Regions from separate parts of the Mus musculus genome. Here region 1 is linked to region 2. Evidence: chromatin contacts called from public HiChIP or PLAC-seq data. All regions are on one chromosome and are shown on one strand. The core of a region is the stretch at or near the end of the contact, and the rest is flanking DNA. Distances in the headings are between cores, read along the strand shown.

Evidence for each region. HiChIP or PLAC-seq counts read pairs in DNA pulled down with a chosen protein or histone mark.
Region 1: a contact with region 2 is called in an H3K27ac HiChIP or PLAC-seq map of embryonic stem cells, with 5 read pairs. The contact joins the promoter of Bcl2l12 here to the promoter of Napsa in region 2. A contact is called at or near these places in 2 of 39 promoter capture datasets (pre-B cells and stem cell-derived epiblast-like cells), 1 of 115 datasets of contacts at active chromatin or transcription factors (embryonic stem cells) and 1 of 9 other capture datasets (adipose tissue).

What each region holds. Positions count from the first base shown.
Region 1 is chr7:44,996,026-45,000,106 of GRCm38.p6, reverse strand. It overlaps Bcl2l12 (BCL2-like 12 (proline rich)), which reads left to right and starts at 2,528. Exons shown (of 7, transcript NM_029410.3): 1 at 2,528-2,644; 2 at 3,115-3,229; 3 at 3,421-3,563. The coding sequence starts at 3,123. Irf3 (interferon regulatory factor 3) reads right to left here and starts at 2,459. Exons shown (of 8, transcript NM_016849.4): 1 at 2,199-2,459; 2 at 1,230-1,402; 3 at 44-215. The coding sequence starts at 1,394.
Region 2 is chr7:44,569,938-44,574,301 of GRCm38.p6, reverse strand. It overlaps Napsa (napsin A aspartic peptidase), which reads right to left and starts at 1,857. Exons shown (of 9, transcript NM_008437.1): 1 at 1,613-1,857. The coding sequence starts at 1,686.

The sequences.
Region 1 (4,081 bases), core at 1,279-3,778, 430 kb before region 2:
CCCAAGCTTTCTGTGACCCCCAGGCCAGCCTTGTCACACGCACCTGGAGTCACAAACTCATACACTTTATGAGGGTCATAAGGGTCCTTGCTATTGTCAGCAGCTAACCGCAACACTTCTTTCCGGTTCAGGGCTGACCGGAAATTCCTCTTCCAGGTTGACACGTCCGGCTTATCCTTCCCCGGGGTGTAGGCACCACTGGCTTCTGCCCAGGCCTGAAATATCAGGGATTCCACAACAAGACGACTTAGACTCTGGCCCGAGGCCCTGACACCTCCCACCACACACCATCCACTTCTGGTTCATGACAGAGCCCCCAGGACCTCCGTTCTCATACTTTCCCACTATTTCCACACTAAAGAAAAATCGTTTTGATTTTGAGGCAGGGTTTCACACATTATAACCAAAGGTGGGCTCCAAGCTGAGACCTCACCCTCCACCCTGCCCTGCCCTGCCCACGGTGCTGACAAACTCATGTCACCATGTCCACCTTCAAGGCTTTTTTTTTTTTAAGCCATCATTCTAGTTATCTACTTGGTACCTCACCCCAGGCCACCTCACATTCTTACTACCATGCTGCTCAGGAAGCAAATAACACCTCTTGAGGGCAGTCTCAACTCTTAAGGCTTAAGGGTTCTAAAATCAAGAGCCCACTCCTAAAGATTTCCCGCCCTCTAAAACAGCTGTTCTCAACTATCCTAATGCGGTTCCTCGTGTTGCAGTGATCCCCCAGCCCCAAAATTATTTGTATTGCTATTACATAACTGTAGTTTTGTTAGAAGTCAAAATACTTATTTTTCAATGAAACGGTCATTCAACCCCCAAAGGGGTCGCGTCCCAGGGACTGAGAACCATTGCTCCAGAACGTTTCTTAAGAAACGCAACCTAGGGCTGGTGAGATGGCTCAGTGGGTAAGAGCACCCGACTGCTCTTCCAAAGGTCCAGAGTTCAAATCCCAGCAACCACATGGTGGCTCACAACCATCCGTAACAAGATCTGACTCCCTCTTCTGGTGTGTCTGAAGACAGCTACAGTGTACTTACATAAAATAATAAATAAATCTTTAAAAAAAAAAAAAAAAAAAAAAAAAAAAAGAAACGCAACCTGGCTTTCAGGATTCTGTTCCTAGAATCTGCCAATCAATTCCCGTCTGTCCCTCCAGTCCTATCCCACCCCCTGCCCTGGTCCAGCCACACCCAGAAATGCGTCTGAAATCTTTCCCCCAGCACCTGGAAGATGCCAAAGTCAGCCATCTGTGCGTCCTGCCGTAGGCCATGCTTCCACGGGATCCTGAACCTCGTTCGGCTCTCGTCCAGCCAGGCCACGCCTTCCAGCTGCCCCAGGTCCAGCTGTGACACCAGCCAGGGCAAAATCCGCGGTTTCGGGGTTTCCATGCTCTAGCCTGCGCACCACAGGACAGTTCCTGAGCCTGTCTGTCACGGGGCAAATGCACTCAAACCTCTCCGACCCGCCACAACACAGGTCTTCCTTCACCATTGTGTACAAACGGGAAACTCCTTCCCACCTTTCCAAATCCAACGGGACCGCCTCTCCTACCCCCCAGAGTCTTCTATATGAACTCTACCCATAGGTTCCTTCCCTTTTCTAAATGTAAACTCCTATTATCCAAAGCTGGCACCCTATTTCAAGAGTGGAGTCCTCTTTCCCTCGTCTTTAAAGGATCCTAACTGCTCTCACAACCGCCTCACCCTTGCAGAAAACCCTTACTCATTTCCAGAGTCTTTTCCCAGGTGCTGTCGCTTCTTCTGTTTTTTTGTTTTTTGTTCCTATATTGTTTTTACGGATGTTTGAGACAGGGTCTTAGTATGTAGCATAGGCTGTCCTTGAACTTGCTATGTAGCCAAGGCTGGTCTTCAACTCACTCTGTGGCCCTGGCTGGCCTCGAATGCACTCTGTAACCCAGGCTACCCTCAAACTTATTCAGTAGCTCAGGCTGGTCTTCAAATCGCTTAACCCATGTTGGTCTGGCGCTCATTCTGTCGTCCAGCCTGGCCTGGAGCTCACTGGCCTTGAACTTACAGCAATCTTTACTGCCTCCAGCCTGGATGCTGAGACTGCAGGCTTCCGTCTACAACGCGTGGCCATTCTGCTTTTCGGTAGCCGAGCTTCTGAGCGACAGGTTTGCCCGATCCTGCGCCCTGAGGCCGCCACCCTCCCGGCTCTTCCGCGTTACCTACCAGGGGAGGAATTGGGCGCCCGTGCGGCGCGGGTGCCAGCAGTGGTTTTGGGGCTCCCAAACAGTAGTTCTGAGACTCGCAGCCACGCAACCCCCTTCTTTGTCAGCTAAGCCTCCGAGCGCTGGGACTTCCTTTTCTAACGATATTTTGAGATATAAAAAGTTTTTCTCAACATTGACGAAATAAAGTCAAGAAATCCCGGAGCGCACTTCGGCTTAGCAGGCCTAACTCCCTCAAATGCCCTTTTTTGGCCTTCCGCCTACAGGCATGCTGGGAACGCCATATGCAAATGACCGCAAAAGAAGGCTCCACCCCTTCGACGTTGGGGCGGTTGCCGTGTCGGCCCAGTGCGCAGGCGTGGGAAAGTTGAACTTCCGAAGTAAAAGTTTGTAGAAATTGTGAGAAAGCGTGTACGCCAGTGCGACGGGGACACAACCGCGAGCCAGGTGAGCTGGGTGCCAGGGAGGGGACAGGGTTGCAGGAAAGGCCACAGCCAGTCCTGCCAAGCTGTGACTTCCAAGCACCCGGGGTCTCCCGGTGCACGCCAGAGGTAAAATTGGAACTACATCTCCCAGCAGACTGCTCGGTGAAAAGTGGGGAAATCGGACCAGCGTTTGCCGCAAAGCATACTAGGATTAGTAGTTCCCTATTCTCTACGGTCTTCGAGCCTTCTTTGGCGCTGCTAGCTGAGAGGGAACTCCAAACCCCCTTCCCGCTCCTTCCTGCAAGAGTTCAAGCACTCATTTACCTCCTTTCTTAGACTCAGTAATTCAGACCGTTTCTCCTCAACTGAATCAACTGCCCCACTGGCCCTTAAAAACCACCTTTTCCTTGGAGTTAGGCGCCCTCTTCATTCAGTGATTCAGAAGTTTGAGTTATCCCTGCACTTGGGTGCATCCTCTGTCTTCTGCCTCAGGTACCCCCATGGCCGGCTCTGAAGAGTTGGGTCTCCGAGAGGACACACTGAAGGTTCTGACGGCCTTCCTTAAGCGCGGTGAAGTCGCTGGGTCCCCTGTCCCAACTCCACCCAGGTGAGTTCCACTCCCCCAGCGTCAGCCTTTGATGGGAAGATCTTCCTGAGTCTTGTGGTCCAAACCTATCTACTCCCATCAGACCTAACTCCATGTGCCTGGGCTGAGTTTCAAGAGTGATCTTCCATGAAAGGATGAAGGGATCACTTGCCCAGACCCCTTCGGGATAACTCCGAGGTTCTTGTCCCTAGGAGTCCTGCCCAAGAGGAGACAACAGATTTCCTGAGCCGCCTCCGAAGATGCCTCCCTTGTCCCCTGGGGAGAGGAGCTCCCCCCACGGAGTCCTCTAGGCCCCACTTCCTTCCCCTCCGCCCCTGCTATGGTTCCGAGCCTGGTAAGAGATTTATTCAGGTCACTTGTGAAACTTTCAGGGCTAGGAGTTTTGGTTCCAAAAAATCCAGACAGGACCCATTATAAAGTCAACACGGTTCAGCTTCAGCACAAGCCATAACCATTTCAAGTCTTTGTCACACCTCTTTCTAGCGGGTAAGTGTAAGTGTTTGTGCTTGGATAGGAGGTACCCTGGGGCTCCAAAGCCCGGGAAGCATGCAGCTCTGAAGGGAGAAGGGGTCCCAGTGCAAGGGATGCCTGAGACTGGGGGCCCAAGAGCCACACAGCGCTGAGGTGGGACGTGTCCCGATGGAGGGGTATCCTGAGACATGGGGGCCAGGACCCTTACAGCTTTGAGAGGAAGTCTCCTCAGCAGAGGCATTGTGGCTCCCAAGGGAGTAGAGCCTCAGCACCGCTCCACTTCTTTGCTTCCTGGCTTCTTCCGATGAGAGAGTCACACCAGGCAGAAAATCTCATGAAAGAGATTTGTTGGAGAGTCCAGAGTGGAGTGAGGACACCATG
Region 2 (4,364 bases), core at 608-3,107:
GAAGGGAGACATTTCAAGAAGAATCAGAGACAAGGCGTTGGGGTAACTCACAGGGAGGCCTCCCTGGAACAGGCATGTTCAGAGGCTGAGAATCTGGGGATATTGAAGTTTCCAGACCACAGAGATGGGCCTCCAAGAAAGAGAGGGAAAGTCAGGAGGCTTGAGCCTCAAAGCCAGATCACTAGGCCTCCCGTCCCAGGAACCTTCTCATAGAATCACAGAATGTATCCTGCTTGGATAAGGAGGGGTCTTTAATCCTGGGCTTCAGAACTTGGTCATACTGGGGATTGAATGGAGGCCCTGGTGTCTACTAGACAAATGCTCTCTCGCTGGGACACATGCCCAGCTTTGGTTTCTGCAGACAGTGTCCCCATACCCTTGAACTCAGCCTTTCTGCCTCAGCCTCCCTGAATGCTGGGACTCCACACACCTTAGCCAAAAGCAAAAGTTGGACTTAATTTGGTGGTGAACACCTTAAAATCTCAGCACTTGGGAGACAGGGGCAGGAGTATCTTTATGTGTTCAAGGCCAGCCTGGTTTACATAGTGAGTTCAAGGCCAGGGCTACATAAGGAGACAGTATGTTTTTTTAAAAATTGTGGGGCTGTAGCCATGGCTAGGGATATGGCTCAGTGGGTAGAGCACTTACATAGCACAAATTTCAAGGCTCTCTTCCCAGGGATTCCAGCATTTAGGAGGTGGAAGCAGTAGAACCTGGAGTTTAAGGTGATTCTTTGATATGTAGGGAGTTTGAGGCTAGCCTGGGCTACACAAGACCAAGTCTGGACAAAGCCAAAAACTAAACAACCAAAAAGTGTGGGGTCTTAGGACATGAAGGGACCCTGGCCAGCTTGAGTGCAGCGAGCGTGGCTCTGGCGGGCTTAGGTTTTCTCTCCCATGCCTTCTGCTTTGCTAAAAACCATTATGTGGCCACTTCCTCCTCCCGAGGCTGATTACCAAGGTTCAGCTATCAAAGTATTGAAGTCCAGCAGCAAAAAAAAAAAAAAAAGCCCCCTTTGGGGAAACATGGGGTTTTCTCTTGCATCTTTATAAACCTCCATTTGCCTATGGGCCACATCTGTGTCTTCACTATTCAGAGGCAATCCTTTATTCTACTCCAGGACAAACACCCTTTCTCTCCTCCCTCTCCCTTGCTTCCTTCCCATTACTTCTCCTAACAGGAGGTATTATGCTGAATTTCTCAGGGTGGAAACCCAGTTTGAGAGTTGGGGACCCAGGCCTTTAAGATGGCTCAGAGAGTAAGGAAGCGTGCAGTTAGATTCACATTCACAAAACTCTCTCTCTCTTTCTCTCTCTCTCTCTCTCTCTCTCTCTCTCTCTCTCTCTGTGTGTGTGTGTGTGTGTGTGTGTGTGTGTGTGTATATCTATCTGTATCTGTCTCTGTCTCTGTCTCTTTCTGTCTCTGTATCTCTTACACACACACACACACACACACACAGAGAGAGAGAGAGAGAGAGAGAGAGAGAGAGAGACGAACAAGTAAAATCTGGGAACCCTGAAAAAATTGGATTCTTGGGGCACCAAGGCCAGCCTCAGTCTTAAAGGACAAGCCGTTGGGAATCTGTCAGGAGTGAGAGTGGGGGTCCCCATACCGGATCAGTTTGGCCTCCTCAGGCTCCAAATTCCCCAGCAGCAGGCACAGCAGCAGCAGCAGTAGTGGCGACATCTCTGGGGACTAGAGCTGGGCCAAGATGTCCTGTGGCCCTTTTCTTCCCCTTGAGACTCCACCCTGTTCACGCCCCACCACCTACTGGAACACAGAAGTGACGTGTGTGTATGTGTGTGTGTGTGTGTGTGTGTGTGTGTGTGTGTGTGTGAGGTCCTTCAGTAGCAGGGCCAGAACCGGGCTGTTTAAGGTATGTGCTGAGTGTGTGTGCTGAGGTTCATTGGTTCCTGGCTTGTACCTTTGAGAGCATGGGGAGGGAGACCCGCACCCACCCCTTTCCTGCCCCTCTATGGATTTTACTTTTAACTTTCAGTTCGCTTTTCTGAGACTCATTAACCACAATTTTTTTTTCTTGAGCAAGAGGGAGGAACAGGAAAGGTCTGTGGGGGGTCTGGGAGGGGACACTCAGTTACAATAGAGGTGTGCTGTCCTTCCTATGTGGGTGGCTCTGTCAGCTTCTCAGGATACCCACTCTTTCTGCCCTTGCCTGGTTTTTTTAGGGAGAAGGGGCTCCCCTCTCTTTACACATTTTAATTAGCTAGTTCATTTGTGTGTGCATCCACATGCCACAGCAGGAATTTAAAGGACAAAGGACACTTTGCAGGGGTCAGTTCTCTCTTTTCTGCGGGTGGGTCTCAGGAGTCCAACACAGGTCAGCAGGCTTGGCAGCCAGTGCCTTCATCTGTGGAGCCATCTCCCTGGCCTTCCTTTTCTTTTGAAACAAGATCTCATGACTTTACTGAGCTCAAGCGATCCTCTTGCCTTAGGCGCTAGAACAACGGTTCTCAACCTGTGGGGTCAAGACCCCTTTGAGGGCCACATGCCAGATATCCTGCGAATCAGATATTGCATTACGATTCATAACAGTGGCAAAACTACAGTGACCAAGTAGCAACAGCATAGTTTCATGGCTGGTGGTCACCCCAACGTGAGGAACTGGACCCTGTAGGGTCGCCACACTGGAAAGGCTGAGAAGCACTACCTAGAGTTGTGGACTGAAGGCATTCAGCGGGGATGGGAGATGCCAGAAGCATTAGGTAAGTATTAAGTATTAGGACCTGAGTTCCAGCTCCCACATTCACATAAGGAGCTGGCCTGTGCCCTGTGTGGCAGTCCTGGCACTGGGGATGCAGCTAGATCTACCCCAGGGGCTTGCTGCTCAGCCAGACTAGCCAATCAACGAGCTACGGGTTTGGTGAGGGAGTCTGACTCGAAAGCACAGTGAAGAGTGATAGAGGAGACACCTGAAACAGCCCCCGGGCCTCCAGATGCACATGCACGGGAGAGCTGCCTAGCACAGTACTACACGCCTGTGATCCCAGCAACTGGGAGGCAGAGGCAAGAGGATCAAGAGCTCAAGGGCATCTTTGGCTAAGTTTGAGGTCAGCCTGGGCTACGTGAAAACTGTCTCAAAAGAAAACTGAAACTCTGCCCCCTCACCACCTGCGGCAGGCAGGAAAAAGAGCTGGCCCTGCCCCTCATCGACTGCAGCACTCCAGAGATCAGTCCCTGCACCTCCCCTGGGCAACACAATAAAGCTGGCCCTGCTGGCATGGCCAAGGGTGAGCTTGTCCCTGAGGGCCTGAGAGCAGGAGAGTTGGCTCTATCCCTTGGTGACTGTAGCATTGGGTGAGCTAGTGAGGCCAGTGCTGGAGAGCTCACCATGGTGGTGTGGGAGCAGGAGAGCTGGCAGATGACCAGCTCAGCTACCATGCAGACCCAGATCCAGGGCTTGGAGTTGGCCCACCCTAACATCCACCTCACCTGTGAACTGCTGGAGCCAAGAAGGGGCCTACCCTGCAGGTCCAAAGCTGAAGGATCTGGATATCTGAGAGGAGCCCTGGTGCGGTTTCGGTACTGATAGTGTAGCAGAAGCCAGAGGCCTCAAACAGACCAATGATCACTGCAGTGAACATTTACACGCAAACTTGCAAGTGTGAACACGCAGTAGACTGAATGACACATGTGACACACTACAGCTTCCACACTGAGATTTTTTTTTCCTTTTGGAGGGGGAGGTTTGCAAGGGCAGAGGCAGTTAGTGGGATTGGGGTTCATAATGTGAAATTTACAGAAATAAATAAAAAGTTAAAAAAAATAATAAGCAGATTGGACTTGGAGGCACATGCTTATAATTCTACAAATTGGAAGCCTGAGGGAGTAGAATCAGGAGTTCAAGGCCTCGGTGAGAAAAGAGAGAAAAAGACAAAGACAAGGAGGGAGGAGGAGGAGAAGCAAGGGAGGAATAGGAAGGGAGGGAGTCAGACTTAGTGCCACAGCCCTGTGGTACCTGAGAGGCTGAGGCAGGAGGATGGCAAGTTCAAGGTTAGCCTTGGCGACTTACTGAGAAATTTAAAAGTGAGAGGAACCAAGTGTTGTTGCTATTCTTGGCTACTTTGTGGGTTCTGCTTTGTCCCACTCTTTATCCCCCCACCTCACCTCCCATTCCCGTTTCACCCCCTAACACTAGACAGGAGAGAGACCGGAGAGAGGAGTTAGGAAAATCCCTGACTCTAATTTCTTTCCTTTTGTTTCTTCTTTGACCACAGCTACTAACAAACCACAAACCAACTTCCCTAAACAACCAACAACCCCACTTATCGGGGCCCCAGCATTTATATACCCTTTTGAAAAGTTCCCAGAATGCCAAATGTCACACAGTTCCAGAAACTCTCTGC